Linked DNA regions of Callithrix jacchus: region 1 is linked to region 2. Evidence: chromatin contacts called from public Hi-C data. All regions are on one chromosome and are shown on one strand. Each heading gives the region's core, a stretch centred on a gene start, on an enhancer-like site or on the middle of the called end of the contact. The rest is flanking DNA. Distances are from core to core; before and after follow the strand shown.

What was found. A called contact is a pair of places that touch in the nucleus more often than the background predicts.
Region 1: a contact with region 2 is called in a Hi-C map of skeletal muscle, with 5 times the contacts expected there. The contact joins the enhancer-like site here to the promoter of NDUFC1 in region 2. A contact is called at or near these places in 2 of 3 Hi-C or Micro-C datasets (both in skeletal muscle).

The regions. Positions count from the first base shown.
Region 1 is chr3:57,974,391-57,977,090 of calJac240_pri, reverse strand. All of the region lies in intron 1 of NOCT (nocturnin), which reads left to right. Among named protein-coding and RNA genes, the nearest start is that of NOCT, 11 kb to the left of the region's middle. Within about 2 kb of position 1,425, at least 2 of the 16 cell types and tissues checked have an H3K27ac peak or open chromatin away from gene starts, as enhancers often do. A contact at or near this core is called in skeletal muscle, where this site is marked.
Region 2 is chr3:57,693,717-57,696,487 of calJac240_pri, reverse strand. NDUFC1 (NADH:ubiquinone oxidoreductase subunit C1) reads right to left here and starts at 1,328. Exons shown (of 4, transcript XM_002745347.6): 1 at 1,236-1,328; 2 at 582-685. The coding sequence starts at 1,302.

The DNA of each region.
Region 1 (2,700 bases), core at 176-2,675, 280 kb before region 2:
CAGTGACGTTGGCAGATGGAGGAGATGTAACTTGACCTCTGTTTCTTCCTGGCGTGCAGAATGGGCTGCTGTGTGTGCCTGGGACCAGGCAGGACAGCTGCATTGCAGGTGCCCTGATGCGGTGTCAGCATGGCTAGAGGCTGATGAGCAGCAGTCCAAAGTGCAGGTACCTTTCTCTAGGGCCAGCCCCCTTACTAGTTGTGCAATCTAGAGAAACCTGTGGAGTTAGCTGATCCATGCCTGGAAAGTGGTGAATATGATACCTACTTCACCAGATTTGGGACAGAATAATGAAAATATATGGAAGCAGGCTGGTACATTATCTCTAATGTTAATAATGGCCTTTTTTTTTTGAGATGGAATTTTGCTCCTGTTGCCCAGGCCGGAGGGCAATGGCACAATCTCAGCTTACCGCAACCTCCGCATCCAGTGTTCAGGTGATTCTCATGCCTCAGCCTCCCGAGTAGCTGAGATTTCAGGCATCTGCCACCACACCCAGCTAAATTTTTTTGTATTCTTAGTAGAGATGGGATTTCGCCATGTTGGCCAGACTGGTCTCGAACTCCTGACCTCAGGTGATCCACCTTGGCCTCCCAAAGTGCTGAGATTACAGGCATGAGCCACCATACGCCTGGCCTAGAGTTATGTTGAATGGTGACTTAGGACACTCACACTTCTGAACCTTAATGTTCTTATCTATAAAGTGGTGTAAATAATGGCCAAGGGGTTCTTGAGCAGGTAACTGATTACAGCATGTAAAAATGATTGGTGTACCATTAAATGCTCCACCAATGAAAGTTGTTCCTCTGTCAGCGTTTCACAGAATTTCTTGGACAAGCTGGATCCTGGGGGAAGTTATAAATAAGGGAAACAGTCCCTGTCCTTAGGAGGCTTAAAGTCTCGTGAGTAAAGAACCGAGATTGTAGTTCAAATATCCAAGGATACCCTAAGTAGGAAAAATGGACCAGGTGTAAGGAAAAGAGCCATTGGTTGATCCATAGAGCTAAGCCTGGTGGTTATAAATCCTTATTGATTCCTTCAGTGCATATTAAGTATGTTGTATATCCAACATCCAGGCTGCTTTATATTTGTGATTATCTTGTGTGAATTTTCACTCGCTTCTATTGAAGGTGGCCAGTTATTCTGGAACCTATTCTAAGATGCTAATGAAAATCAGCTACTATTAGCATAGTTTTGTGAGGTGGTTCAACACACATGGCCAGTAGATGGCAGCATTGGATTGCTGTTTCAGCGATACCGTCTTGTGCTGTTTTGGCTTACGGTTTTGTGTGTTGTGTGTGCTTCAAGGTTTCCTGGTGCCTACTCAAGATAATCTGTTTTTAAGCAGCATTTTTACTAGGCCGCCGTTTCAAGATACTAAGCTAAAACTAATTGTGAGAGAAGTAATTAGATGCTGAATGATTTGGGCAAAGCCTAGAACAGGCAATTGCTGGGCGGCTAGAGAAGGAATCCTGTTGGAGCTGTGGAGAGCAGTCCGCCCTGTGTGATTCCTGAGTGCTGTTAGGACAGCCTGGAATGGTGGGCCCAGTCAATATGGGTTTCGACTCTTGCGGTGGTCATCCAACATTCTACTTATTGATGTGCAGATGTTTCATTGCAGCCCGACTGTTTTCCTTATGTATGGAAAACTCTCAGGAACTTGAATTGTGATCTGCCTAGATTGCCTTAGAAGTGTGTAGTAATTGGTAGTATTAAGGGCATACATATATTCAAATATATTTGTGATTAGCCCTCTTGTGGGAGTTTTCTGGGTTTTTTTCTGGGTTTTTCTGGGTTTTTTGAGATGGATTTTTGCACTTGTAGCCCATGCTGGAGTGCAGTGGTGCAATCTTGGCTCCCTGCAACCTCTGCCTCCATGAGGGGAAGAGATAGGTGCCCCCTCAATCTTCAGTCTTTTTTAGTTTACAAATATAAATAAATAGGCTTACTACATTACAGTCCCTAGGTGGTTCCTTTTTTTTTTTTTTTTTTTGAGACAGAGTCTTGTCTTGTCACCCAGGCTTGAGTGCAGTGGCACGATCTTGGCTCATTGCAACCTCCGCCTCCCAGTTAAAGTGATTCTCCTGGCTCAGCCTCTCAAGTAGCTGGCACTACATACAGGCGCACGCCACCACGCCCAGCTGATTTTTGTATTTTTAGTTGAGATGGAGTTTCACCATGTTGGTCAGCTGGTCTCAAACTCCTGACCTGATGATCCACCCACGCCCAAAGTGCTGGGATTACAAGCCTGAGCCACTGTGCCCAGCCCCTAGGTGGTTCTTAGTAAGCCTTGGCACTGTACTGTAAGTATACAAATAATATGCAAAGTCCATATAGTATTTATTTTGTTATTAATCCTCTTAGCCCTGGTTTGTTTGCTGTTGTGCTGTTGTTAAGGTCTTGCTGTGTCACCCAGGCTGGAGTGCAGTGGCGTGTTCATAGCTCACTGCAGTTTTGAATGCCTGGGCTCAAGTGATCCTCCTCAGCCCCGCAAGTAGCGGGGACTATAGGTGCAGCCATCACACCCAGCTAATTTTTGTATTTTTTGTAGAGACAGGCTTTCACCATGTTGCCCAGGCTGGTCTCAAACTCCTTGGCATAAGCGATCTTGCCACCTCAGCCTCCCAAAGTGCTGGGATTACAGGCGTAAGCCATGGTGCCCAGCTCATGTTCTGCTTCTCATTTTACATGGCTTTTGCA
Region 2 (2,771 bases), core at 79-2,578:
GTTTCTTATCTGTAACGGGTCAACAATAGTAGGTACCACATAGTGTTGTTGAAATGATTAAATACAAGTTTATGTGTGAAGCATGTGACGTGAAAAAATTTTTAAAAAGGTCACTACATGCTAAGTACAATTTCCAACAGAGTATTTAAACAAACATTGATTAAAACCTAATGTTTTGGAAGTCTACTGGGATTCAATTTGTACACTTGCACACCGCTGGTTTGTACAACTTTGTACAGCATCTGAAAAAGTTGCCTTCATAGAACTCCAATCAGCCTCAATTCTCATTAATAAAGTATAATTACTATTTAGTAAAACTGCTATTCCTTACAAAATCATGTTAAGAAACAGTAACAGAAATTTCAGTCCCATCACACTTTTTCAATGTTGCCGAAATCTTAATTTCTTTTTAGTCCTTGGGATTTTCCTTACGGATAATTATGTTATCAGCGATTATATAAATATCCTCCTGCTAGTAGAGTTTCACTGCCATACAACGTAACAGCACCAATCTCGCAATGCTATCTCATTCTCCTACTATGTTGGCATAGTCTCACGACATCCGGTAGTAAAGTACTTACATAGACCCACAAGAAGACGCTGGTGCCCACGGACAACCCAACTTTCAGCCAGTCAGGTTTGGCATTCGGAGGGTCTCGAACGTAGAACTTCGACCGCGCTGAAGCTGAAAGGGCAGAGTGTCTGTAAATCTGTAATTTACTGCCTTGTAGGGAAAAAACCCTAATATCTATGGGCGTATTATCGCGTTTAACTCTCCGTTCAACTCACCCATCACCCACTTAAACAGCCAAGGAAATAGAGGTTCAGAGAGGTCAAGTAACTCGCCTAGGGCCACTGGCAGAATTAGACAGGTCGCACCAGTCCTGCCCGACGCCTTCAAAGCCTCGTTTAAGGGCTTGCAGACCCTCAGACGACTCCGGAGTGCGCTAGGGGGCGCCCCGGGGAGGGTGTCTCCTCTCCCTGTCTACGGGACCGAACGTGCAGAGCTGGGAAAGGCAGGGACCCAAAGTCCATTTACAAAGGCCAAGAGTGGTCAGGTCGCACTTGGATAAGTGCACGAGGCAGGTGATGGGAAGTAGGCCTGGGCAGCTGGCAGCCGAAGGTCACTGCAGGACGAGCCCGGGCCGCTGCCGCGTCCTGCACCCGCGGGCTGGGTCCGTCTTAGGAGGGTTAATCTGAGGGTCGAGTTGGCCTGCAAGAGGAGGGACACTCACAGCGGCTCGGGAGCTTGGCAGGGGCCAGCAGCCGGGAGAAGGGACGCAGCAACGCAGACAGCGCCATCTTAAGTCGCCGGCCTTGGTCTCTCCGGGAGTCGGCGTCAGAACCAGCGCCGCCTGGCGGGCGGAAGTGCGGGACTCGGGGGCTCTGCAGCCAAGCTTCGTCGGGGTGTCAACTGGAATCCCAGTACGGCAAGGTTCCCCAGCACCCCGGCCTCAGCCTTCTGTCTAAAAAGTGGAATTAGGAAGAATGTAATTAAAAGAAAAGGAAAGTTTACCTATCCTCTGTCCTCTGGGGTTTTTTCATCCCATCTCTAAGGCTACTCATCAAGAGGTTTATTAAAATTTTCCTAATGAGCCAGAAAAAGAAAATGAAGTGTCGTGCTGAATAATAACTAGAGTTTGGATTGAATTCTGTGGTCCAGGCACGGTGCATTAATGTATCATATGGTTTATAGTCATTGTCTTATTTCATCTTCACAACGAGCGCATATCATGCCATGATTATTAGCCTCAATTTACAGATGAAGGTCAAAGAAGACAGCTACTCACCCAAGATGACATATATTTTATAGTTGAAAATCTCGTAACACTTACCATTTACACTCACGATCATAATGAAGCTTCACAAACCTGTGAAGTAGAATTTCCGTATTTTAGAAGTGAAAGTGCCTTGGAGAGGCTCAAGATCACACGGCTGGCAGAGGAGAGATACAGTTTGAGGTCTTCTGACCCCAGATCTAGTGATCCTCGTGAGTCACCTAACAGACTTGGGCAACCCTAGACCATAAGATGTAGATCAGCGTTCAAAGCCATTCTGCTTACCACTTTTTAGCTCTACGATTTCTAGGCAAATTACTTAACCTCTCTTTACCTAAATTTTACAACTGTAACATAAACCTTATAGGGTTGTTGAGAAGCTTAGATAAGTGTCTGGTAGTCGTAAACAATTTATTTGGTTTTGCCTATTAAAGACATTGTTTTGAGGAAGAGGTTTTATCTTGCACAACTGAGCCAGATCTTTGTGCATTCAATTCAGTTCAATCTGATGTCTAAAGACCAGTAAAAATATGTACAGGCAACAGACCAATATATTTTGACCCTTTAAAGATAATCCTTATGTCATTTAGGTTAACTTTAAAACCAAAATAAATGTTAGCAAATCTCCTATATTCTTTTCAGCAGTGTTATTTTAAAATCTTTTTTTAAACCAAAAATTACTGACCAAAAAGTCAATTAATTGCACTGTGTTTTTTGGCTCATTTTAACATTGCTAAACTGTGAGTCACTTTAGTCTGTAACCTCGATTGAGCCTCCTGGATTCAAGCTCAAGCAAGTAAAGTAAACTGCCTAACGCTGAGCCAGTTGTTGGTTCTCAACTTATTGGCTTCTTGTCCACTCAGCAACCTGTCAGTTGAATATCCTTTCTACACCACCCTTTGGAAGCTTGTCCTGACGAAGCTTTTGCCAGTATCCAACAAGTTGAAACAGATGCCACATTTGGTCAGAGTATAAGAACCAGTAAGCAAATTA